5 separate regions of the Mus musculus genome follow, and regions 1, 2, 3 and 4 are each linked to region 5. Evidence: chromatin contacts called from public promoter capture Hi-C and targeted proximity ligation data. All regions are on one chromosome and are shown on one strand. The core of a region is the stretch at or near the end of the contact, and the rest is flanking DNA. Distances in the headings are between cores, read along the strand shown. Region 1 has its middle 7.9 kb from the start of Gm41844. Region 2 holds the start of Slc35g1 (solute carrier family 35, member G1). Region 3 overlaps Gm9886 (a long non-coding RNA gene). Region 4 overlaps Exoc6 (exocyst complex component 6). Region 5 holds the start of Cep55 (centrosomal protein 55).

What was found. Promoter capture Hi-C pulls out the DNA fragments that hold promoters and counts their contacts. Capture Hi-C pulls out chosen DNA fragments and counts their contacts.
Region 1: a promoter capture Hi-C map of liver shows a contact between it and region 5, with 4 times the contacts expected there. A contact is called at or near these places in 6 of 39 promoter capture datasets (the C10 cell line, the HPC-7 cell line, cranial neural crest and 2 more) and 4 of 130 datasets of targeted methods (embryonic stem cells and neural tube).
Region 2: a promoter capture Hi-C map of adipose tissue shows a contact between it and region 5. A contact is called at or near these places in 5 of 39 promoter capture datasets (the C10 cell line, the HPC-7 cell line, cranial neural crest and 1 more), 5 of 484 Hi-C or Micro-C datasets (CD4 T cells, CD8 T cells, memory CD8 T cells and 2 more), 9 of 130 datasets of targeted methods (the 230-238 cell line, T-cell acute lymphoblastic leukemia, embryonic basal ganglia and 4 more) and 1 of 9 other capture datasets (adipose tissue).
Region 3: a targeted proximity ligation map of embryonic stem cells shows a contact between it and region 5, with 11 read pairs. A contact is called at or near these places in 2 of 39 promoter capture datasets (embryonic stem cells and liver), 3 of 484 Hi-C or Micro-C datasets (cortical neurons, cranial neural crest and embryonic stem cells), 6 of 130 datasets of targeted methods (the NIH/3T3 cell line, embryonic stem cells and stem cell-derived neural progenitor cells) and 1 of 9 other capture datasets (adipose tissue).
Region 4: a targeted proximity ligation map of pro-B cells shows a contact between it and region 5, with 5 times the contacts expected there. A contact is called at or near these places in 6 of 39 promoter capture datasets (the 3T3-L1 cell line, 3T3-L1-derived adipocytes, the HPC-7 cell line and 4 more), 2 of 484 Hi-C or Micro-C datasets (the STO cell line and ventricular fibroblasts) and 6 of 130 datasets of targeted methods (bone marrow-derived macrophages, epiblast stem cells, large pre-B cells and 2 more).

Annotation. Positions count from the first base shown.
Region 1 is chr19:38,368,706-38,374,140 of GRCm38.p6, forward strand. No RefSeq gene overlaps it. Among named protein-coding and RNA genes, the nearest start is that of Gm41844, 7.9 kb to the right of the region's middle.
Region 2 is chr19:38,392,606-38,398,135 of GRCm38.p6, forward strand. It overlaps Slc35g1 (solute carrier family 35, member G1), which reads left to right and starts at 3,375. Exons shown (of 3, transcript NM_175507.3): 1 at 3,375-3,696. The coding sequence starts at 3,510.
Region 3 is chr19:38,317,183-38,322,532 of GRCm38.p6, forward strand. The region is part of intron 2 of Gm9886 (a long non-coding RNA gene); the gene reads right to left. Among named protein-coding and RNA genes, the nearest start is that of Gm9886, 7.4 kb to the right of the region's middle.
Region 4 is chr19:37,582,270-37,587,358 of GRCm38.p6, forward strand. It overlaps Exoc6 (exocyst complex component 6), which reads left to right. Exons shown (of 22, transcript NM_175353.2): 9 at 3,542-3,625. Among named protein-coding and RNA genes, the nearest start is that of Exoc6, 34 kb to the left of the region's middle.
Region 5 is chr19:38,053,761-38,058,721 of GRCm38.p6, forward strand. Cep55 (centrosomal protein 55) reads left to right here and starts at 1,281. Exons shown (of 10, transcript NM_001164362.2): 1 at 1,281-1,557; 2 at 3,650-3,806; 3 at 4,029-4,223. The coding sequence starts at 4,041.

The DNA.
Region 1 (5,435 bases), core at 2,701-5,200, 320 kb after region 5:
ATTTCTTTGATGCCTAAAGGGATCTTGTCAACTGACTGAGCACTGAGAGTCTTTGAAAGAGTGACTCTTTAATCTGTCTAAAGGCTCCAGAAGGGCACCTCTGAGAATCCCAAGGGAGGGCCCACTGGTACAGGCTCACACTTTTTGTTAAAATTGAATGTTTAAAAGATTACACAATTTATGTAGTTTTAAGAAACCTCTAGTTATCTCAGACATTAAAGTATATTGTCATTACTTATTTGTCTTCCTGCCCTTCTAACTGGGCTGTGAAATTCTTAAATGTTGTTTTATAAACAAACAAACAAATAAAAAAACCCACGTCATTCAATTTTTCCAAAAAAGACTCAGGAGACAGGTTCTGAGGTGAAAACTGGTTAGCTCTGAGAGACAGAGAAAGCTCCCAGCTGACCTTCCTACTTCACCGACATCCCAGAAGGATTTTCTCATATTCACTCCCTGTTGGCTGGTTACTTGCTCCACCTCTTGACCTAGGGTTGACTTTATTTAGCTCTTGGGTTAAGGATGTGTGCTAGGGCTGAGCCACACCACAACGAGATTTTTCCAGTTCACAATCTTAGGGTTTACAATGTGATCAGATTTTCTAACATCCTATAACATTTAAAGGCCTCTAGTCTTTACATCTGACTTGGTTTTGACACATAGTAAACACACAGGTGACATGTATAAATATGTAAGTTTTAGAGTTCAGTCTCGATAGAGACTGTGATAACCGTTTTGGAACTCAGGCCCTCTCTCTCTCTCTCTCTCTCTCTCTCTCTCTCTCTCTCTCTCTCTCTCTCTTTGGAGTTGAGTACACTGTGGCTGTCTTCAGATACACCAGAAGAGGGCATCATATCCAATTACAGATGGTTGGGAGCCACCATGTGGTTACTGGGAATTGAACTCGGGACCTCTGGAAGAGCAGTCAGTGCTCTTAACTACTGAGTCATCTCTCCAGCCCAGACCCAGTGTTTCCAAGGTTCTGATATAATATATATAGATATATAGATATAGATATATAGATATATATATCCTCCCTTGAGGAAATGCCTCCATGGGATCCAGTTGTAAGGCATTTTTTCAATTAGTGATCAAGGGGTTGGGGAGGGCCCATTGTGGGTAGTACCTTCCTTGGGTTGGTAGTCCTGGGTTCTATAAGAAAGCAAGCTAAGCAAGCCAGGGGAAGCAAGCCAGTAAGAAACATCCCTTTATGGCCTCTGTATCAGCTCCTGCTTCCTGACCTGCTTGAGTTCCAGTCCCGACTTCCTTTGGTGATGAACAGCAATGTGGAAGTGTAAGCTGAATAAACCCTTTCCTTCACAACTTGCCTTTTGGTCATGATGTTTGTGCAGGAATAGAAACCCTGACAAAGACATATATAATTCTAACTATGGCAGTGCCCTTCATACTAGTCATTACTAATCATGTATAAACTATGCTAAAATGTAGTATCATTCAGCAAATGAGATGAATCAAACAGAACCCAGTTAGACAAATTCCACAAATACTGGTGGAAGAAGTCACATAAAAGCATGCTCTGTTAATCCATTTTGTGCCGCCATAACAGAAAACTCAAGACTGGATACCTTTTTGAAGAATAGAATTTGTTTTACAGTTCTGAAGGTCCCTAAGGTCCAAGGTCAAAGGGAGGGATTTCTTGCTGCCTCACCCCATGACGGAAGGCAGAAGGGCAAGAGGGCACATGCATTAGAGGCACAGGGGATGGCGACTAACTCATCTTTCTTAGAAACCTATTCTTGCAGTGACGAACGCACTCCAGGTTAATGACATTAACCTACTCAACTGTAGGCCAGCTCATTTCTTAAAGGTCCCATCTCTCAACACTGCAACATTGAGGATTGCATTTCCAATTGTGGGGTTCAGGAAATTGCCATACCAACCACGAATACACCAATCTCAGTTAAGCAAGAAAAGTTTATTGAACACACACCATAATACTGGACGTCCAGGTCCACGAGAAGGAAAAACCTAATTGTGGCACCAGTCTGCTCTCAGGGTAGACTTTTTATAGGGAAAACCAGGTTCAAAAGTTTAAAGGGCAAGGAGGGGAGCAGATGGCTCACTAGGCAAAGTATTATCAGCTAACCTTTAAGCTGCTTGGTCCTGGGTAAGGCAAGGGAGGTGGTGGATGGGTGGCAAACAGGGGAATTTCAGAAGATTCAGATAACAGAGCACAAGTATTATAATCACAACATTTTGGCTTACTAGTAGCATTCTTCAGTGTTACCCACAAAAATCACAGTGAGCTCATACATAGATGCAGGAAGGGCTGCCCTGTGGTTAGCTCTGACCCAAGATAATTTAGACATAACAGTTCATACCGACCTTTGATTTGATGGGTCCTACATAAACCTTTGTGGAATGTCTTAAGACTAACTAGCAAACCTCATACTGCTCATTCAGAGCATAGAGAACAAAACAGGGTGTGTGGTCAGCATGTCCTTGAGCCAAGTCACTTCTCTGTGTCAGTGACTGGCAGGCATGTTACAGCAACAATGTTAACTAGCTGGCAGGCATGGACCAAAATGGCTACAGCTATAGGGGTTGGGGGTCTGGCCAATACATAATATCAACTTCTGAGGGCACACTCAAAGCATAGCAGATGAAAACTACATAAACACCTGAGGTTTAGATAAGCAGATAAGTGTAGTTTAGAAGTCTGAAGAGCTTATCTTTGGAGGGTATAGTGAAGAGCCATCCATGGAGTGGCCATTTTGAGAACTATTCTCTGCTTCTCTCTCTCTCTCTCTCTCTCTCTCTTAAGATTATTTATTTATTTTATGTATGTGAGTACACCATTGCTTTCTTCAGACATACTAGAAGGAGGCACCAGATCCCATTGCAGATGGTTGTGAGCCACCATGTGGTTGCTGGGAATTGAACTCAGGATCTCTGGAAGAGCAGTCAATACCCCTTAACCACTGAGCCATCCCTCCAGCCCCTATTCTCTGTTTCTTGATCTGGGTCATGTTGACATGAGCATGCTCAGTGAGTGAGCTTTCTTTGAGCTATACATTTCCATGGTTTCGGCAGTAGTTGAAACTACACCATCAAATACTGGATTTCAGAAGGCATTGGAGGCTTGGTTGATTTATAGGCCCAGTATTGCCTGGGTGGATGGTGTATCTTGGTGGTCCATACTTGGCTGACAATATAGCAAATAGATAAATGGAATCAAGAAACCATTGATAAATGACTTATATATAATTATGGATCTTGTTAGTATCGTTATACAATTGTTTTTCTTCATTTCATAGCATTCTACTCCAAGAAGAGTGTGGTTTCTCAGAGATACCACAAACCCTAATGCAAACCACGGAGTATCACGATTGTAGCAATAGCTGGCAAAGCATGCTGCCAGCTCAGTGGTCTCAGAGTTAAAGCCAAAAGATCAGGTGAAAGAAATTGCTCTAATGAGGTGCTGCTCTCAAAAGCCTGAAATCCTGTTAATGCCCTGCCTGAGAAGCAGGGGAAAACTGTCCAGACCACCCACTGAAGTATCTAAAGTCTTGAATTCTAATCCCATCTCTGCGCCTCCCTTTTAGTGTGACTGTAAGCAAATCAGTTGACATCTCTAAGCTTCACTTTCCCCATCTGTAAGTTGAAGATAAAACACACACCTTAAAGAGAAAAAAGAGCGTTTGCATCTGGTGTTGGAAATGAATCCTCTCATCTTCTTAGCCGCTAAATAGTTTTCTTCTTCTATTTTCTATAGGAGAAAACAAGATCGGGGAAGGGGGAGGCTCAGATGGGAGTCATCACTCTCCTGAAACCACAGGGCTGGTTAGTGAACGGGACTCCAGAGCCTGGCTTTTAACAATTACTGAACTGCCTGGTTAAATTCCCCGGGGGTCAATGAACCGATGCACCTAATTGTGTGTGGCATATTTGGAGCATTTCAGAAACGTTAATGATTAAAAGGAGAGCAGAGTGGAACCCAGATATTGGACCATAACAAATCTGAGGTTAACAGGGATCATCTCTGAGCATGCCCAGTCTCCAAGCATAGATAAGTTCACAGAGGAAGGTAAAGGTTCCCGGGGTGTTAGGAATAATTTATGTACATAGGAGCCACGGTTCTCAGGAACTGATTGGAGAGAGAGGATCTACAAAGAAACACGCAACAAGGTCTGCAGGGTGCCCTCTGCCCAGGAAACTGCAGGGGTGCAGCCCTCTGACTCGAGGCCAGGAGAGCTAGGAGAATCAGAGAGCTCTCCAGCCACATATACCCCGACCCCTGTCTCCCAGGCCAGTTTGTCAAGCTTGGAGCAGAGAGCCGAGGTCTGGATCCTGTAGTCTGAGTGAGAGTAGGCAATGCCAAGGCCAGTGAGAGGTCATCTGTGAGAGGTTGGGACCCTGTCTCTTTCGTCTCCCATTTCATCTCTGTTGTCTAGTGTAAACACTTAGATGTTAGCCAAATCTGCTACATTTTTAAAAATGGGATGAAGATAAATACATCAGGGTCTAGAAGGGAAACGGACATAAATATTTCAGATGGAACACAGGACTTCAAAGAAACCTCCAAAGTCTTACAAGAGTCGTACACTCTGTCTCCAGAGAGTAAAACTGTAGAACCCCGAGTTCATATGTTTTACTACTGGTAATATTTAGCTACAAAACTCTGAAAGGCTGGGAAGGCACTAAACCAGGTTTTCTCTCCCCTCTTAGCTTTTCTGTCTCTGGTGCTCATCGTTAGATCCCAAGCCAGCTCAGGCTGCTGCCCAGGTCATGTTCATTTACAGCTGAGTCTCTCCCCTCCCTCACAGCTGATTTTCACACAGCTCCCAGGCTAATATACTCTCCTCAGTCCCATTTGTCACCCAGCAATCAGAGACAGCCTGGCTGCCAGCTCTGTATAAAGGATCCATCAATCACATGACATAGACCCTCTTTCCTTCTTCTGAGAAGGGACATTACCACCCCACTAGGCCACATGGGCCTGAACTCTCCTTAGAGTTCCCATCATGTCTGTCTGTCTGACGTCTGTCTGTCTGTTTATAGTGTTAATTACCCTCTGAATAAATCTTATTCAACAGGACAGACTGTCTCAGTGTCTCCTAAACCCAGAATGTTTTTTCTCTTCTCTGTAGTTAGGAGCCAGAACTGAAGCGTGGCCAAGGCTGGTGCTAAGGATCATAGGTAGCTCATGTGTCTTGGTGGGGATGTAGACCCAAGTTAACTGCAACTATGGCTCTAGGTTCCCATGGAGCCTTTTGCTAATGTTCTCTTTGGATTAGTTTGAGATAGAGTCTCCCAGTGTAGCCCAGGATGCCTCCCAGTGTAGCCCAGGGTGCTCTGTGACTCCCCATCCTCCTGCCTCAGGTTCTCTCATACGGGAATTGCAGGCATGTGGCTCCTGCCTGGCTACACTGCTGCTACATTTGCTGACTCCTACATACTCTCAGAAGGGGTTT
Region 2 (5,530 bases), core at 2,125-4,624, 340 kb after region 5:
TATGCAGTTCTACCCTGATTACTTGTGGCCTCATGATATTGGGAAGGAGCTAGAGTATACAGGCTGGGAAAGACTGGGAGCAGTGGGGGGTCTTTTGCAGCTATGGGAAAACTATTAAAACATACCAGGTAAAGGTATTCCAATATGGTTGCTTTTGGGTGCCCACACCCCTGTCAGTAACGACCACTTGTGCAGAATAAGCCCAATAAACTCATTGATTCTCCAGGGTGAATTTTGATGAAATTGAACTTTGGTTTGTCATTGGAAACTTGTGGTGGAAGGAGAGACATTACCTCTCCCCTTTCAGAAAGAAAATTCTCCCATTAGATAGTAAATTCATTTGTTGGTACCATTATGCCTCGAGGTATTAATGTAAAGCAGTAAATAAAGCAACATGTTAGAAGCACGTACACATGGAAATTGTTTTATTAAAGAGGGATTTATTGTATATGATGATTAGGGTGCTTGGGTGTTTCCATAATGGCAAAGAAGACTGGAATTCATTTGCCAGTTATGGAGACTTGAATAAGTCACTTAAGGTACATGAAAGATGGGACTTAGAGATGATGTACATGGTATTAAAGTTTCTAATGTCAATGATCAACAATTATAAGGACCAGCTAAAATGTATGTCTACTCAAAGTTTACTGTTTTTATTATTACTTTGGTATCAAGGCATTAAAATATTATACAGTAGTATAAAATACCAAACAGTTGTAACTGAACTGCTGGGTGTCTGTCTTAGTCAGGGTTTCTATTCCTGCACAAACATCATGACCAAGAAGGGAGTTGGGGAGGAAAGGGTTTATTCAGCTTACACTTCCACACTGCTGTTCATCACCAAGGAAGTCAGGACTGGAACTCAAGCAGGTCAGGAAGCAGGAGCTGAGGCAGAGGCCATGGAGGGATATTCTTTACTGGCTTGCTTCCCCTGGCTTGCTCAGCCTGCTCTCTTATAGAACCAGGACTACCAGCCCAGAGATGGCACCACCCACAAGGGGACCTGCCCCCTTGATCACTAATTGAGAAAATGCCTTACAGCTGGATCTCATGGAGGCATTTCCCCAACTGAAGCTCCTTTCTCTGTGATAACTCCAACCTGTGTCAAGTTGACACAAAACTAGCCAGTATTCTAGGAGGCTATTCTAATGTGATCTTTGATCTGGGTCCTAGATGATCTAGGGTTACCTCTTTAGGGATGCGAAAGTAGCAATGAAGGCCTCTAAGGGGAAATCCCTGGTCAAGAGAATTTAATTTTGGGCCTGGGCACAGAACTAACATTTCAATGGGGCTCTGCCAATCTCTTGGCCAAGGAGCCAGCCCTTGCAATCAGGCTCATCTTAAACATGCTAATGAAATATATGGAATCATTAATTTTTGTTCCAGAGGACTAGTCTTACTATTGCAATTTCTTATTCCAAGATAGGACAGAAAAACAGCAGGCATTGTTTGTTTGTTGTAGGCAGCCGATGCCCAAAAGATGGCACGGGTTTCCGGTACACCGTGGCTGTGCTCTGCAGGTGCTAGCCCAAATCTGGCGCCAACCCCTTTGCGGGTGCATGCAAATTAAGGTGCCGGGCAGACTGACCAATCCCAGGAGGACACAAAGCTTTTCCCTGTGCTGGGGTGTATATAAGGAGTCCTCCCTGGGTTCCCGTAGCAGCATCAAGGCGTTCCTGCAATAAAGCTGTTGAGAAGAATCCGACAGTGTTGCGTTTTCCTTGCCGAGGTGGGCGCAACAGTTTGTTTGAAGATAGGGTTTCTCTGTGTAGCCCTGGCAGTCTTGGAACTCTATAGACCAGGATGGCCTCAAACTCAGAAATCTGCCTGCCTCTGCCTCCCAAGTGCTGGGATTAAAGGCCTGTACCACCACTGCTCTGCAAGAGCTAACACTTCAGTGAGTTTGGAAAAGTATTTTTTTTTTAAAGAGGAGGAATTTCTAAGAAATATTAAATATGAGTCTTTTCTATCAAATACTTATAAAACGAGTTTAGGAGAAGGAATCAACGTCCTTTTATCTCACCCATACGCAAATGTTTCCATCTTTCCCACCACCCATTAAAATGTCTGTTTACACAAAGCCCAGTGCTATATTCCAGGAATTGCAGAACCAAAGATCAGCTTCCCCTTTCCCCTTCTTCCTTCATTTCAAGAGGGCCAGTTCTTAAAAAACTGGCGATGGAATAAGACTGTGAGGTTTGACCCCAGCCAATGGGGAAAAAGACGAAGTCCCATCTAAGGGGGAATGAAAAATAAATGCATTTCCTGTCTACGAGTTCCATCTTCAGAGTACACCCTCTTTTTTTTTTTTCCATTTTTTATTAGGTATTTAGCTCATTTACATTTCCAATGCTATACCAAAAGTCCCCCATACCCACCCACCCCCACTCCCCTACCCACCCACTCCCCCTTTTTGGCCCTGGCGTTCCCCTGTACTGGGGCATATAAAGTTTGCGTGTCCAATGGGCCTCTCTTTCCAGTGATGGCCGACTAGGCCATCTTCTGATACATATGCAGCTAGAGTCAAGAGCTCGGGGTACTGGTTAGTTCATCAAGAGTAAAATTTACCCCGCCTAGGCCCTTCACTTGGAATATCGGTCTCTTTCTTTGAAATCTGGAGCTAACAGAGCTGAGGTAGCTACTTGTCTCAGTTTGTTGAGACAGCCCCCTTTGCCTTGCAATTTTTGTTTGTTTGGATGGTTGGTTTTGGTTTTGTGGAGAAAGGGTTTCTCTGTGCTGCCAGGGCTTTCCTGGAACTCGCTCTGTAGACCAGGCTGGCCTTGAAGTCACAAAGATCCTCTTCACTCAATTTGCCACCACACCCAGGTGCCTTGCATTTTTAAAGAGCCCTCCTTTTCAATTTTATGTTTCAATCTTTATGTTTACACCTTAAATTCTTGGACAGGTCGAAGTGTGTTTAAAAACTCACATAATGCTTAGAAGTCCTCGGGGCATCACAGAGGTGATCCATATCAGTAAACAGACACTCAGTCCCTTTTAATTTAATTTAATTTAATTTAATTCATGTATTTATTTAGGGAGGGCGTCTCACTATACAGCCTTAGCTGGCTTTGAACTCACAAACCCACATGCCTCTGTCCCTAACTGCTGGGAGTAAGGGCGTGGGCTACCACGCCCAGCTCAGAGGTACAGTCTTTCTAAAGCAGCAGAAGGCCCCAAGACCCGAGGCGCCAGGGCTGAGAACCAAGCGTCCCTCCCTGTCTGTGCAAAGACAGAGGAGGACCAGTGTGCTGTCTAGCCCGACTGCCCTGGGGTGGGGGTGGGGGACAGTCACCGCGCCAGCTGTAGCCACCGCAGCCGGAGAGCACGAGCGAGCGCAGGCGGCGGGCTCCCCGGGGCGGGAGGGCAGCGGAGGACAAGCGCGCGGAGCCGGGCGCACGCGCACGCGCACACGCACCGGCTCGCCGGGGGCCGGAAGAGCCGAGCGGCCGGGCGGCAGCTGCGGGCGCCAGAAGGCGCGCGGCTGCGGGGAGAGCGCGGGCTGCGGGATGGGGCCCCCGGAGAGCGCGGCGGAGCTTGCAGCCGAGGCGGTGGAGCTGCGCGAGCCCGAGCTGCAGCTCGCGGACCCGGCGTCCCCCGGCGAGGAGCACGTGGACGTCGAGGCGGAGGGCGCCCCTGGCCGCGGCAGGTGCTGGCCGTGTGGAGCCTGGGCGTGCGGCTCGCGTGGGGAGCCCGGTGAGTGCGGGCGGGCGGGGTCGGTCTGGTCCTCTGCGCACCGGCCTGAGCCGAGACCCAGAAAGTTTCCGAGTGTTAATAACCCCAAATTGGTGACGGGGGGTGGGGGGTGGGGGGGTGGGGGACAGGACCTCGCAGTCCAGTGGCAGTCAGAGGTGAAAGGTCACCGAGAGGGGCCAGGCAGCGGGTGGCAGGAAGCCGACTTGGAACCCACATCGTGGGTGTAAACCGATCTTCCTGAACCAAGTTGGAAAGACTGGAGTTCTGGAAGTGTTTGTCACGGAATCTCAGCATCGCAGAGAGGAAGAGTTCAGTGGACCACTGACCCTCAAGCTTTGGGGGGACAGGGGGACTTTTTAGCTACTGGCTTAAAACGAGGTACACCTTGCGAGGAGCCTCGGTGAAGAACCCTTAACTTTCGTTCAAATTCCCCTAACAAAGAAGTAAAGAGAGGCCGTGGAAGATGGGGGTTCGGGATTCGGTCTCACCCCACCTCCATCTGCCAAGGTCTGGGTAGGGCAGGTCCAGACAGCACTAGGTAAGGCTCTCTACTTTTGCCAGAGACTCTGTCTGCCTAGGGCCCTTTCCACTAAATAGCTTTCCAGTAAGAAGCCCATCTTTTAGACCTTTCTCAATCTAATCTCCGGGGTCTCTTCCCCTGAATATGCCCTACGACTTCTGTGCCTCTTGTCCCACTCAGGTTCCTACCTTCTTAGTTGTGTTTTTCTGAGTTAAGAGAGAAAAGTCTCGGGGAGATGAGTATTGCTACATTTCTGTCCTGAAAGCAAAGAGAAAAGATCTCGGGTTTCTGATTTTGTTTGCATGGATAGGTTACCCCATGTTGGGCTGACTAACCCGGGAGCTCCTGAGGTCAGTTTTTTTTCTAGTCACCCTATGGGTGGATGTCATTCTGGCCTAATGTGGAACTGGGCCTTGCAAACTCTTTAGTTTTCCATTCGGGCATGAATGAAGGGGTCTGCATACTTACTCAGGCAGCACGTGCTAAAAATGTCAGCACATCGTGAATGCCCAGGAATCTTGCCCTTCAATTTCAAGACAAGTTTCTAACAGTTATTTTGAAAACAAAGCACAAGCCACTATAAGCCAAAAGTTGGCATTGGATTTTTGACTGGCTCATTTTAGACTCTGTGTGCAGTCTAGGCTGGCTCACACTCTGTTGTCTTGCCTAAGCCTCCTTGAGTGCTGGGGTTAAGGGCCTCCATCATTATGCCTGGCTTTCAGACTCTAGATCTTAGTGGTTTCTTAACAAAACTCACCTTCAAGCTTAGGTTGGAACTGGATACCCTTACCCAGTTTAGAGGTTTGCTGATTCTTGTTTGCTGTTTCCCGTACAGTGTAGAGTCTGTACTAAAGAGAGAGAGTTGTCTTAGCCCTGTGCACCCCATTTTCCTGCTGGAGTGAGCACTTGGCATAGTGTACCAGGCCTTCAGCTAGCATCTACAAAGTTCCAAACCTAAGTTACCCCCGTGATCCTAAATCAGGTCCAGGTTACTGCAGTGTGGAGAAGCCAAGTAAAAAAAAGGTTTTTTTACCCTCTTCTGGAAGTTGTCTGGTGACTGCTTAATTTGAGTCATTAAACGCTCAACTTGTGTAGAGTGATTAGATACACCTTTCAGTGGATGTTAGCGTGGTATACATGAGAAAATGCCTCTTTGGGCTGCTTTGCTGGTCACCATTTTCACAGGGAATTGAAATTATCATGTAATAAGAAACTGAGGTTGCCCAAACAGAACTATTCCTTGTCTTCACTAACAATCCATTTCGATTCAACCCTCTGTTACCTGCCTGTACATAATCAGAAAACAGGAACCTT
Region 3 (5,350 bases), core at 2,334-4,833, 270 kb after region 5:
CCACATGGTGGAAGGAGAGAGTTGATTCCACAAGTTGTCCTCTCATTTCTACACACATATGTATCTCCTCCCATATGCACATAAATAATGCAATTTTTACAAAGTTCCTTAAAAGGGTACCAAAAGTTAACTAAGGAAATATATATATATATTCTTAGGGTCCAAACTATACACATTGGACCTGTAACAAGGGGATTTTCATTCTCTCTCTCTCTCTCTCTCTCTCTCTCCCTCTCTCCTCTCTCTCCTCTCTCTCGGTTTGGGAATCATCCTTGCTTTTTTCTTCTTTTTTAATTATTTTATCTATTTACATTTCAAATGTTGTCCCCCTTCCTGGATCCTCTCTCAGCAAACCCTCCTCCCCACCCCTCCTCTCCTTTGCTTCTAAGACGGTGCTCACCACCCACCCACTTCCTCCTCATCCCCCTTCACTGGGGCAACAAGTATGTACAGGACCAAGCATGTCCACTCCCATTAATGCCAGATAAAGCAGTCCTTTGCAATATATGTATCGGGAGCCATGGACTCACACCCATGTATACTCTTTGGTGGTGGTATAGTCCCTGGGAGCTCTGAGGTGAGTCTGTTTAGTTGATATTGTTGTTCTCCCTATGGGGTTGCAATTCCCTTCAGCTCCTTCAGTCCTTCCCCTAACTCTTTCACTGGGGCTCAGTCCAGTGCTTGGCTGTGAGTATCTGCATCTGTCTTAGGTGCTGGCAGAACCTCCCAGAGGACAGCCATACCAGGCTCCTGTCTTCCATTTTTCTTTTGCAATGTTCTCTAGTGGATTCTGAAGTCTTGGTTTGGGAAGGTTCCCCCAAAGTTCTGGGCTGAAATGTCATCCAGAGTGTGATGTCCAAGTTGCTTTGGGCTTCTTCTTCTTCTTCTTCTTCTTCTTCTTCTTCTTCTTCTTCTTCTTCTTCTTCTTCTTCTTCTTCTTCTTCTTCTTCCTTCTTCTTCTTCCTTCTTCCTTCTTCTTCTTCTTCTTCTTCTTCTTCTTCTTCTTCTCCTCCTCCTCCTCCTCCTCCTCCTCCTCCTCCTCCTCCTCCTCCTCCTCCTCCTCCTTCTTTTTTTTAATAAAATATTTTAACTTGATCAGGACTGTCCTCATGTCTTTTCCAATTTGGAAAAAGTCTGTAGCTCTCTGTTGTAGAGGGTTTGGGGCAGGGTGGGGAAAGGGGAAGAAACTTAGAGGTTTGGAAGACAGTGAAGACGTGGCCAGATTCTGCGGAATAACTTGTTGAGATGTTCGAGATGAGGCTATGGAGCTTGCCAGTTTCCTCTCGCTTGGCTTTGCCTGGTTAGGGATCTGCAGGCAGCATTTGGTATGTTGGTGTTTGACAGGTGTGGCATTTTACTCACCAAATGGGAAGCATTTTTAGCACAGAATCACCAAAGTTTAGAGGGGAAAAAAGACTAGTATTTGGAATAGCATATGAATAAGCAGATACACTATGTTAAAAGACCAAATAGAAAAAGCTCTCTCAACAAAATGCTCATGTTCACCTTCATTTGTACCACAAAGCCAGAAATTTTGAGTATTTCCTAAAAGGAGATACATATGTGTGTAGAAGATGACAACTTGTGGAATCAATTCTCTCCTTCCACCGTGTGGGTCCTGGGAACTGAACTCAGGCCATCGGGCTTGGCAGCAAGTATCTGTACCCACTGAGCCATCTCTTTGGCCCATGCTCTATTAGCTCTGATGACATAAGGCTTCTATGATTCTGTGGATGGCCAGATTAGGAAGCTGATGTTAATTGAAGGCAGGGATTGAAAGAAAAGCTCCACTCTTCTTTCCTGCAGCTTGGTTTAAGATTTAAAAAAAAAAAGACTAGATATCTTCAGGAAAGCTAAGTTTAGAAGAAGCAAGTCTGAACTATGAGGAAGCCCTGAAGTTTTCATCTCAAGGCAAGGAGAAGGCAGCCACGCTGCCCTTTCCAAGGAAAGAGTCATCTGAAACAGGAGCTCACCAGCAGAAGAGAAAGTGGCTCCTTTTCCACATCAGCATCACTCTAAATTTATTTCCTAAAATGCAGTTTTCCATTTAATGCAGTGACTTCTGGCTCATGCCCATCTTTAATGGTCTCGCCACCTGCAGAGAATAGACTGAAAGTGTTGATGATGGAGATAAATTCTGAGAATGACTTTTGCCTGAGCGTTTGCCAATATGTAGGAAATGTGCTAAATAGATTTCACACATTTAATCACTTAATTATTGCAGTGATGTGTTTATCGCCCCTACTGTCCAAAGAAAGAAATGAAGATTCCAGACCTAGGGACACAAAACACAGCAAAAATGATGCACTTACTAACTTCAGGGGGCACAAGTCATGAAAGCATCACGTAACTTTTACTTCCTATGAATCTTTCCCTAGAAGATACTGCAGAGTGTTCCCCACCAAAACGAGAGAATAGACTGTCAAAGAAAGGGATGTGGGATCGGGATTTGAAAACAGAATTTAAGGCAGACGAGAAGGCAGTTCTAAGATTTCCTTTTTAAAGTTTCTGTTTGTTTGTATCCATGCACATGTACATGTGTGGAGGTTAGAGGACAACTTGGAGCAATCGGTTGGCTCCTTCCACCGTGTAGGTCCTAGGATTGAACTCACCTTGTTAGGTTTGGCAGCAAGCACCTTTATTTCCTGAGCCAACTTGTTGACCCTCATTCTGAAATGTCTATGCAGTCGGCAACAAAATGACCAGAAGGTAAAGGTGTATAGAAGCTTCCTGGGACGATGGGAGGGGGGGTCCCCAGGGTTAAAATGAAGTGAGAAGTTATTGATAACGTATTGTTGCTATTGAGCTTGAGGAGGGTTTGAGAATCAGTTATCAGATTCACCGAAAACTAAATAAGTACCAATGCAATTATTAGCTTCCGGGGAACAAGTCACGAAAGCAGAAAAACCGACTAATGTTTAGCAGGGACTAATATTTATATATTTGCAGTGATCTGAATACAGAATCTATGTGTGTGTTTGTGTTTACATATGTGAGTGTGAGCATATGTTTACATGTATGTATGTGTGCATGAGTGTACCTGCGTACATGCCTGCTTGTGTGTGCATGTGGGGGGCGGGGGACAGCAGAGGGCAATGCCATGTGTCCTCAATTCTCTGTTACTGCTTGAGACAGAGTCTCTCACTGACTGACCAATGAGCACAGGGGATTCTCCTGTCTCTGCCTCTTCAGCACTGGGTCCCAGGTTTGACAGCAGGACTGTCAAAGCTGGGTTTTCTTCTTGCGCTTATGTAGCAAACACATTACCAATTGAACCATTGCCCCAGCCCCTAAGTGTAATTCTTTAAATTTAACAATTACAAAACTTAACTTGAAGCCAGCATTATGAAACACTTACTCCCAGCTAATGTAACTGCTCCAATAGTTTAACCCAATCTGTTTTTTCATTCACCTATGTCGCTCTTATTGTCAACGTATCTGTTAGGCTGGAGAGCTTACATTCATTCCCTGAGGTCACAAAGCTTGAATGCAAGCTTAAGCAGCCCGTACTCTGGGGACTGCTGTCCCTGCTGTCATGGCCTCTATCACTGGTCCTGGGCCTAGGGAGGGAAATGGGAAGGGCCCTGGGAGATAGCGCTGAGAAATTTAAATCTCCACCCATTCTAATAATAAGTCAACAACTGCGTATCCAGGACAGATAACGTAAGGAATTTCAGCCCTTGCACACTACCCCAATTAGAATACAGAAGTAGGTATCATTAGAAACACAAAACAGCTGAAAGTCTCTGTTTCAGGAGACTGGAGAGGGGTGGGGAAGGGCTCCTGCTATTACTGGAATTGCTTTGTCTTTTTTTTTTTTTATGGTTGTAGAGACAGCTTTTCTCTATGTAGGACTAGTACACAGAACTCTGTAGTCCAGGCTGCCCTCAAACCCAGAGACCCTCCTGTCTCTGCCTCCCAAGTGCGGGGATTAAAGACATGCATCACCCCCAGCACTTTGTTTAATATTTAAAGGGACTTTCTTTTTAAAATATATTGTATACATTTATTTATCATGTACGTGTGTGTGTGTGTGTGTGTGTGTGTGTGTGAAAACACCTATCAAGAGTCCATTCTTTCCTTCTACCATGTAGGTCCTTAGGATTGAACTCAGGTCAGCAGGCTTGGCAGCAAATACCTTTATGCACTGAATCATCTTGCTGGCCCTCATGTGACCTTCATATAACACTTGAATAGCTTTTTCAGTGGGAAGTTTTCCTCATAAAGGAAAGGCAATAATAAGTCCCCTCCCCTTCCAGCTCAGCTATCTTGTGGAGACCATTGTTGGCTTGATGGTGGTTTTGCTGCCTCATATACCTATATTGAGGTCAGTATGCCAGTGTCCTGGCAGTCATTGATGACTGAGCCAGATGTGCACTGCTATGCTTACACTTGGGAGCAGCACACAGACCCCTTATAACAGATCTATCAACTAAAAGGGCTTACAGCATCTACCTAGAAGTACACTCCTAGTCACACCTACATCCTTGAATATTATGAAATGAAATTTGGTATTATTGATCATAAATAACCCAGGACTTTGAACTATCTAAATTCAGTCCCCTTTATTTCCAGCATTTCATAGTTAGCAACTTCTAAATCTTCTTCTCTCCCGGGGAGAAAGTTTAAAGGGCAACCTAGGAGTAGAGAGATGGCTCAGCAGTTAAGGGCACCTGGAGTCAGATCCCAGCACCCACAGCAGGTGGTTGCCTGTAGGATGGAACTCTAGTTCCAGCAGTGAAACTGATGCCTTATTCTGGCCTCCACAGCACCCCCCCCACATACATGGTGTACATAAACTCACATACATACACATAAAAATAAGAATTTGTAAGGGGACAGTGACCTAATGCTGATATTGGAGATGTCTACATTCTCAGCTACTTTGTCACGAATGCTACGGCAAGTGAGTCATAGCAGTAACAATTATTAGTACACCAGAGCAAGCAGCTTTGTCCTTAAAAGGCCCTTGAGTTGGAACAACCGCAATATGTGGTACAAGATGAAAAGATACCACTGCCTGACAACAAATCGAATAAGAACCAGATCATAGTTGATGATCTCAGACATCTTTCTGACTGTACTTTCGGGTTCTTCCCAGAAACAAACCATTAGCTGTTATGATAAATGCCAGAATCATTCATCCAGGCACGAGAGATAACGTCTACCTAGAAGCTTCAATATGGCTTCAAGCCATGGATCTTCACTGTAGGAGAGTCTGGTACCTGTTAAAGGGTTCTGAAGAAGGAGCGTTGAGCAGCATGACTCATAGCTTTTGGGAGGTGGGAGGAGGGGAGAGGGACATGGCTCAAGAAGAATAGATCTACATGTCCACCAGAGAGCTGCCAGC
Region 4 (5,089 bases), core at 2,377-4,876, 470 kb before region 5:
ATTTATCGGTTCTGACCTTGTGTAAGCCAGGGTGATTATGTACTTCTGATGTGCTAAGTGTATCATAGTCTGTGTAGGTACATCCTCTGATCTTCACAGAATGAGGACTTCAGTGCATTTCTCAGAACAGGCCCCGGTCTGTAAGTTAAGTAGTTACCCATTTTTAAATAATCACTTTATCAAGGTGCAGTTCAGGGCTGAGGAGGTAGCTGTGCTGTAGAGTGTCTGTATAGCATGTGTGAAGCCCTGGATGTAGAGTTGGATGTATTTGATTCTTTGGTGGTTCTCGCAGGTCCGTCTACTCCTCGGTGTGTGTGATTGCTTTAGTGCCGCATGCAGTGCTAGATTGGTGGTCCTGGGTTGCTTTTGTTTGGGCTTATCTTGGAATTTCCTATTTCTCCCTCAATTTTATAAGATGCTTTTGCTGGGTATAGAGTATTGGTTGACAGTTACTCTCAAGGCTTTAAGTAGATTGCTCCATCCTTCCTTGGCTTTTAGGGTTTTTCTGAGAGCTCTTGATGTAACTCTGGGTTTACTCTTGTGACAGAGATGGCATTTCCCCCTGTGACTTTCCTTGTTCTTTCTTAGCCTGTAGTCTTAGCATTTTATCTCTAATGTGGCGTGGATGGATTCTTTTTTTTTTCTCTCTTTTTTTTTTATTACATATTTTCCTCAATTACATTTCCAATGCTATCCCAAAAGTCCTCCATACCCTCCCCACCACTTCCCTACCCACCCATTCCCATTTTTTTGGCCCTGGCGTTCCCCTGTACTGGGGCATATAAAGTTTGTGTGTCCAATGGGCCTCTCTTTCCAGTGATGGCTGACTAGGCCATCTTTTGATACATATGTGGATTCTTTTTGGTCATGCCTGTTGAGGCCTTCTAGTTTCTTCCATGCCTTGGTATCCATATATTTTCCTACATTTGGAATTCCTTTTGGCAGTAATTTCCTTTACAGTGTTTTCTGTGCTTTTGGTTTGCTGTTTAGTTCCTTCTTCACCATGGATGTTTAGGCTTGCTCTTCTGATCATGCCTGAGAGTTCTTGAAAGTTCTGGTCATACTTAAGTATTTTGTTTTTCTTTATTGATGTCTGAAGTTTTCTCAACCTTATCTCAATGCCTGGTGTTCTCTGTCCTGTCACTGTAGTTCGTCTGTCCTGTGGTTCAGTCTCTGTCCTGTCGCTGTAGTCTGTCTGTCACTGTAGTTTGTCTTGTTACTGTAGTCTGTCTGTCCTGTGGTTCAGTCTCTGTGCTATCGCTGTAGTCTGTCTGCTCTGTGATCCAGTCTCTGTCCTGTGGTCTGGTGTGTTCAGTGCCAGGTGCTCTCTGTCCTGTCTAGTCTCTTGGTGGCACGTTCCACTAAGTTGTTTGATTTATTGAGTTTTTTGTCCCCCGAGTTTGTTTGCTTCTTTCCTGACTTTTGTTTCTTTGTTGAATTCTTCATTCATGTTGCTGATTTGTCAGGCTCCAGGCTAATGGTGTCCCTTCATCTAATGCTGGCTTTAACCCTTTACTGAGGTCATTGGTCATTGTAAAGACTTTCCCATGAGTTATTTGGCATTTCATCCATTCAGATACTTGGATTCATTTTTTAAGGAATTATGGACTTCTAGAGAACTCATTCTGTCTTGTTTCATAACATCCCTCATGGATTTCTGTGCTGTGGTTTGTGTATTTGTTGAGATTTTTTTTTTCTCACCACTCTTACTTTGTGGAAGTCTTCTTAGTAGATAGCCTTCTGGCTTCATGATCCCCAGGAAAAGACATTTTTTTTTTAAACATTATAATCTCTAAATCACAGTGTAGAGTTTGAAGTGAAAAGCTAACATAGTAAAATCCTTATTAGAATGTTCAGTTCCAGCTGAGTGTGGTAGCATGCTTGGACTCTGGGCACTCAGAAGGCCATGGCAAGAGAATGGCTGCAAAGTTGGAAGCTACCTAGGGCGACCTAGCAAGATAGCAAGGCGTTGTTAAATAACACAAGACAAAACAAATGAAACCCCTCAAACAAATGGATAGAAAACTTTAGAACTTCATTTCTAATAGCAATAAACATAAGTATTAAAAACCATTGAATTAATAATAAAATGTTAACCTGAAAAAAAATTAAAAAAGAAATCAAACATATTTAGTTATATAAAAATGTAAAAGATATTAATTCTGAATACAAATTTGTGTTTTTATTTACTTGTTATTAGAACATAGCACATGTTTATGCTATTTGGATCCATTAAGTATTAATGAGAATAATTTATTCCTGAAGTAAAATAATTTTAACATCTAAGTCCTCGTAAGCTCTGTAAGAAAATAAACCTCAAAGCATTTTACATTATAAAATACATTTGGACAAAATATATTAAATCAGTAGAGTTGAGTGTAAGTAGTTCAGAAGTAGAGGGATGGACGTCAGCGGTGTGTGTGGGGCTCTCCCAGTACCTTAAGCAAACGATGCTTGGCTCTGTTTAAATGAGGTTGTAACACTTTATTTTAAAAAATTCTAGCATTAGCATTATGCTTCACGTCATATCTTCTATACTTGTTCAGACTTTTAGTAAAACATTTTCACTTAATGTATCAAGATTAGAAAATCAGTAACATAGCTATTTTGTAGTTCTCCGTAGCTGGAGCACAAGAACATTAGAAGACTTCCCATAGGAGAGACTTACATTTTTTTCTGCATTATGAATTTATTTCAGATGACATTTAAAAGAGTAATGGTTTTGTAGCTACTTAATTCTAAAGAAACAAATCAATTTTTTTTTCTGTTGGAATTTTTTTCTATTGTTAAATTTGCTTTCTTGTTGTTGTTGTTTTGGAGTCTTAGATGCCGAGGAGACGGGGACTCCCAAGTTTTTAACTGGGAGGATTCTTACTAAGCAGAGAGGCTGTGCTGTATCTGTGTACTTGTGTTTAGCAAAGTTCATTTATTTGTTGCATGGTGCTGTGGTAGGGGAGTGTGAATTGTTACAGAATAACTGAAAATAACCTGCTCTGGAACACTAGGGAAAGCTTTCTTAAGGACGAAATGACGGGAGGAGCCGTGAAAGATGAATAAAAATGTCATAGAGACTGTGTGAGCGAGGACCCGCCCGTCAGGGAGAGCACGTGTAAGAACCTGAAAGTGGACGGCTGAGGGCAGTGAACTGCATACTCTGCCAGCAGCGCATGGCTGGCATGCGGAGAGAGGCAGGCTGTAGGGAAACAGATGTTTCCCTTACTTAACGACTCTCACTGAGAACCATAGTTTAGTTTGCGCAGTGCTAAGCCTGTAAAAATTTCAGTGGTAAATTAGGAAAACGTCTAATTGTTCGAACTTTATTTTAGGTAACTTCCAAATAGAGTTGCTATTTTTGAGCTGTAATGCCAACAACCCTTTCTTCTTGACCTCTAGTATGAAATGCCATTTGTCATCTACATTCCAGTTTGGAAAGTTAACATAAATCCCAGAGGACAAAGATGTCTGTCTCAGCAGGGGCAGGGAAGGGAAGGAGGGAGGCGGGAGGGACCATCACCATCCTCATTCTCCTGATGTTCTTTAGGGTGATGAAGAAACATTTGAAAATTATTACCGGAAGCAAAGGAAGAAGCAGGCACGCCTGGTTCTGCAGCCGCAGTCGAGTGTGGTGAGTGTGGTGTCCTGTGCCCTGCACGGTGCTTGCACCCGTGGCTGGCTTGAGTCCTGTGAGCATGGGTCACTGCTCATCTACATATAAATATTTATTAAACACCTACTATTTCTAGTCATTGATTTAGGGGCCAAGTGTACAATAGTGAGCAAAACCGGGTGAGTCTTTTTTCTCAGGAGTTTACATTCTGTTAGGAAAGACAGACACTGAGTTAAAAACAGATAAGCAAGCAAAATGTCAGAGAATGATAATTTGTTTCTGACTATATGGTGAACTGTGCACTTTGATTCTTTGTCACATTGAACAAAACAACTAAACACAGTGGATAGACTGTTTCTTTGTATTTTATTTTTAGTTATGTGTATGTGGCTGGGGTAGGTCTGTTCCTGTGACTAGGCGGACTAGTCACTGCCGAGGCCAGGAGAGGGCGTTAGATCCCCTGGAACTGAAATAACTGCTGGTTGTCTGTCTCTGTACGTTCTGGGAATTAAGCTCAGGACCTCTGTAAGAGCAGCAAGTACCCTTAACCCCAGAGCCAGTTTTCTAGCCTCGGGATAGACGTTTTAAAAAAAAGAATTAGATTTTTCTTAAATAGACTGAGGATCTGGCAGAAAAGTATAATTAATCCACATTTTGGCGTGGTGACGTTTACATGACTAAATGCGTTTGTACCGCAGAACCCCCATCTGCTGTGAGCCACGTCAAGGCAGAAGCCCAGGTAGCTTCGATGAGGCACCGAGTGCAGCTTTCACCCTAAAAGCATCTATGGGATAGGAGAGGGAACTGAGTAACACCGGGTCACAGGTCAGGCCTGGGGCACCAAAAGCAGCTGTCCTGGAGGACTCACCTTTCTTGTCATCTGGGGCTTCAGAGGGCTTTCAGCCCATTGTTAAGGTGACCAGGAGATAAAACCATCTAAACACCTCTCAACAATTAATGACGAATAAACCAGCTTTAAAAACAGAAAAAAAGAGATTCAAATAGATATTTTTACTACAGATACACAGATAATGTGCATACACATGAGAATGTTGTTCAGTATAAATTTTTATCAGGAAAATGTAAACAAAGCCACAAGGAAGTACTGCCTCATACTTATGGAAGACTTTACATTAAAAAGATTGGCAGTGTCAAGTGCTGGTAAGGAGGTGGGACTCAGCAACTGGAATTATCTTACACTTCTGGTGGGTATAAAAAGAATACTGTTACCGTGGAAAATGGTTTGGCAGTTTGTAATAAACTGTTGTGCCACACCCTAAGAACCCCCGAGGTAGTCACTCATGAGAAATGAGAATGTATACTTATACAATGGCTCAGGTGTGGATGTTTATAGTAGCCTTATTCATAAACAGCAAAACCTAGATTCCTTTTGAATACACATTCCACGAGGGCCTGCAGGGCCGCTCAGTGGTTAGCACTGCTTGTCACTGACCTGGCTTCTGTAAAGGTGGACCAAGACAA
Region 5 (4,961 bases), core at 31-2,530:
ATCTTCCTGCTTTAAACAAATAAAACAAACTGAAATTCCTTACATGGTTTCTCATCCACTAGATTCAGTAACAAATGGATTTGTTGTCTTTTACTTAACAGTGCCTAACTACATTTGTTAAACTCTAGCCCTCGCAGCCACACTACCAGATGGTTATCTGCATCCTGGTATAGATCAGGAAACTGAGGCTCAAGGAAGTGAAATGTTCTCAAGGCCACACATCTATTAAGAGGCATTCAGGATTTTAACCCTTGTACTACATACATTACCTTCATAGGATGCTTTGCTACTGATTTTTTTCGCTGTAAACTTCTGGTATGCCTAGGCTAAGTCTAAGAACGACACGCCATAAGCAATTGTTTGCTTCAAGTTCTCAAGACGCTAATCAAGACCCTGATGTGACCGATAAAGACCAATAAAGACACATCTGCCTGTAGGGCAGCAATCTGGAATCGCTGCTGGGGCTCACAATCTCGGTTTTCAAACTGGGAGTTTATCAGCTCCCTACAGCTTCGTTCCCCATTGCTCCGCCCCTGAGTTTGACAGGGTAAATGAGTGGCCCGCCCGGAAGACTAGGAGGTTGTGCTCTACCTCACAAAGAGAAATTGGTTCCCAAAGAACATAGACCAGTCAGTCCCAGGCGAGGGTCACAGAGCTTGTCCTATGGATAACAGCAGGGTCCGAACACACAGAGAAAAGCAAGCAGGCCCAGATTGAACTGGTCCTCCGACTCTGTCCTTGGCTCCGCCTCCACCACGCCCACACTCCCGCACACCCACACCCACACCCACACCATCACACCCGCCTCATTTCACACCACGTTTCCACAGACACCCTCTATCTTCACAAGGTCCTTCTCTGACCCGGCCGGCACGGATTGTAGCTCCCGTCAGGCTCTATGTCTTGCTCGCCCTTACCTTCCCCACTCTGCCCCTACCCGTCTGCCCGGCTAGTTTCGATCCCCTCCCTCTGATTCCAGAGCCGGTCTTCGCCCCGCCTGCCGTCGGGTTCCAGACCTTGCCCCGCCCCTCCTCTGGCTCTAGACTCCGCCTTTGCCCCGCCCTCAGGCTCCTGGGCCCTCCCTCTCTCCTCCATCCTCAGATTCCAGCCTTCACTCAGATTGCAGGCCCCGCCCTCTCCCGCCTTTCCTCAGATTGCAGACCCCGCCCTCTCCCGCCCGTCCTCTGATTGCAGACCCCGCCCTTCGCCAAGCCGGCAGTGACGTGACCCGCCCTACAGCCGCGGGATTCAAACTCCCGGAAGCGGTGTCCTGGTTGATAAGTGGTCTGCGGCGGCGACGCGAGCGCTGTGTTTGTCTCAGGTAGTGAGTGGTCCCGGCCTCGGCCGGGGAGGGAGGGGAGGACAGCCGGGGCTCGTTAGCCCCTGGGCAGGACTAGACCTCCCGGGAGGAGCGCTGGTGAGCAGATCACGCCGCAGGACTCCGTCTCCCCTGGCTGGAATCGCTGGAACACATGCTGGCTCCCTGAGAGACCCCGCGCTGCGTTCCTGTCGACCGCCGGCCCGCAGGCCATCCTTTCGGCTCCTTTGAACTTGGCGGTATTATCACTTTCTTAACAGAGAGGTTACCGCGAGGCCAGTGACCTGAGCCAGGTCTCTCAGGTCTCCAGTGCGGTCAGCCTTTGCTTAGCAAGCGCTTCTCTTTGCAGTTTTTTATTTTCCTGCCTCTTTCCTGACCCCTCGTAGATTTGGGAGATTTACTGAACGGAAATGCTTCTTTAGACTCCTGACCAGAATGACTTAGGTCCCTTCAGTCGAGTCAGAGATTTCCAAGCAGCTGCCTTTAAGCTCTTGTATGCCCCCCCCCCCAAAAAAAAATCAAAACACAGTTCTTTTGAACAGTTGTTGATTGAAAAAGAAAATGTTGTGAGCAGATAGTACTGACTGCTAGCTTGTGTATGTATGGTGAGTTCTGTGTCCCATATTAAATTTAAGAGAGCACATCCTGAAGGAGATTCCACTAGGACTGGGTAGGGACGTTCCCGAGTAGAAGAACTTTAAAAAAAAAAAAAAAAGAACTTTATGATCGATTGGAATAGAAAATACTGGGAAAGGAAAGACTAGGTGAGAGCAGGATTGAGATGAGGAGGAGTGTGTGCTGGGTCAGCCTAGACAAGAGTCAAGAACACTAAGTTTTTAGGAATCCTCTCCAAAAGTTAGGATGCAAATGTCCTGAGGGTATTTTCAAACTGTTAAGTCCTCCTTCTGACGTCAGCAGAAGCCCAGGGAGAAACGTTTGTGGTAGCAGGTTCCTAAAACACGTTAACTGTGCATTTGCCTCGGCAGATTGTACTAGCAATTTTACTTGGTATTTGTCAAGATAGTGGGCAAAACCAGGTTGAATGCATTAATACAGATTTCGTTCAAGTTTGTTTATGCAGTTCTATTATTTTTAGGCTGATTTTATACAGGACAACCTCACACTCACCGCCCTAAGTAGATTTTCTTGTAGTGGTAGCTTTTATGACTATTAGTATTAATTACAGTTTAAGAATATGTGAATCTCCTTTTCTTTTGTTGTATTGCTGTTGCCTGCTACACTGTTCTGAAAGCTTCCTAGCATCCGAGACTCTATGTTGTTTCTTCTTCTTTCTGTTGCTTTAGCCAGCTTATATCCAGTCCCGATTAGGTTACCTGGTAAAAAGGCTTTGTAGTAATAGTCTGTGATTTGTTTAAACAGTTTTGTGCAGCTAGGCTGCCTTCAGTCTATGCAAATGAGGCTGGCCGTGAACTCCTGCCCATCCTGCCTCTACTTCCTGAGTGCTAGGATTATTAGCCTGTATCACCATAGCTTTGTAGTAACAGTTGAATGAAGGAAGGTCTTATCTTCCTTTCAATTCCATGATCACCTTGCCTTCATTTTTATCTCAGGACATATGAGAAAAATGGTTTTATTAAATCTCTTAATGGAGAGCTATTTTTTACATTATTTATATATACAGTGTATTTTACTACACATCTGCCTGCCTAGAGTTTGTATTCTACATTTGCTTCTAAACTCTCATCTAGTACTATTAGCAGATGTGAAACTTGGCCTAACTTCATTTGCCCATTCATTTCTTTCACCCCCCCCCAATCTCTGAGAATTACACCTCTTTTTCTATAAATGTCTTGTGTTGGATTTTCTCACTTCTTCCTGCCATACGCTCTAAAACGAATAAGATAGAGTTCTGTAGCCTCCCCCAGCCTTGAAGCAGGCTGATTCAGACTTTGCTGCCACTGAATATGAGGTCACCTGGGGTGTAGCCTTCGACTTAGATGGCTATATTATGTCAACTACAGATGCTCTTCTCTGAGACTCTGCTACCTGCTGAGAGAACCTTGAGACATCCCGGAGACACATCCTATCCTGCATGTCGCCTACTTGTCTTGGCTTCATCATTCTTTTCTCAAAGTCTAAGTCTCTTTCAGCCCCACCCTGCCTTCCAGAAATACCCGGTTCATGTAGGCCTCGGGCGACTTACATCAGAGTTCAACTACACATACCTTCTAAAGCAGAGAGCACACGTTGAGTTCATGACTATAAACTCAGAATTAGAGTTTTTATTCTTGAGTATGATATCACCTTGAAAGTGGAAGGCCTGGGGACCCTTCCACTGATTGTAAACCAAAACTTTCTGTTAATTTACAGGTGCCTGTAAACCTATAACCTGGGAGGCTGAAGCAGGAGGCCTGTGAGTTCGGTGCCACCCAAGTTACGTAGTGAGTTCCAGACTCTCCTGGGCTGCCTTGAGAGATCTGTTCGCAAATATCAGCAAAAACAAGTATGCAAATTATATTTCTAGAAGGTAGATATTTCCCTTGTATCTACCACCTAAGAGTTTTAGATTCATAATAACACCCTAAAAAGCTTACTCAATTTTCTTTCCGGACCCCACTGATTTGGATAAATCACTTCTATTTAGAGCAGAGTACATTATAAGGCCTCTGCCAAGCCTGAGATATGAAAATTTAAACTCAGACTTCAAAAGCAGTTGAATTTTTAAAAATCATTTTTTGTATTTTCACAGATCATTGCAACGATGTCTTCAAGAAGTCCCAAAGATTTAATTAAAAGCAAATGGGGATCAAGGCCTAGTAGCTCCAAGTCAGACACTGCATTAGAGAAATTTAAGGGAGAAATTGCAGCCTTTAAAACATCCCTGGATGAAATCACCTCTGGGAAAGGAAAAATGGCCGAAAAAGGCAGAAGCAGACTCTTGGAGGTAAATGGTCCTTGAATCCTTTAAGGTGAATACACTCTAGAAAGCGGTGTGTGTGGCTTTCTGATGCTACAGTCTTCTTCTTCCCGTTGCCCGCGCTTGACCTGATCTCTTTAGGTCTAGAAAGCCGATCTTGAATTTGGAATCTTAAATTCCTGCTTTGATTTTTCTGACCTTTAGACATACTTTAGTTCTTGCTAAATCTCTCTTTTAAAATGCAATTGAGTATGTGTTTTGGGGTTACCAGGCATTAAGTTGTTTCAGAAATAAAGACATGATTAATAGTTTTGTATCTTATATAATATAATGTGCTATGATCTGGTTTTTTTCCCCTCACTTTTAAAAGATTTATTTTTTGTGTATGAGTGTTTTGCCAACATGTATGTGTGCACATCATATGCATGCCTGGCACCTGCAGAGGTCAGGAGAAGGCATAGGGTCCCCTGGAACTGGAGTTTGGGTGATTATTAGCTACCATGTGGGTGCTGGGAATTAAATACGATTCCTTTGCGAAAGCAACAAGTGCTCTTAACTACTGAACCAACAGTCCACTCCCAGACCCTCACATTTTTTGTTGTTTTTGTTTTGTTTTGCTCTTTCAGGTAGGGTCTCATGTAATACAGGTTGGTCTTGAACTTGAACTGAGGATGAGCCTAAATTTCTGATTCCCCTTGCACCCACTTTTAAGTTCTATGATTATGTGTTGTAACATTTATTTCAACATTTCAAATATTGAAAACA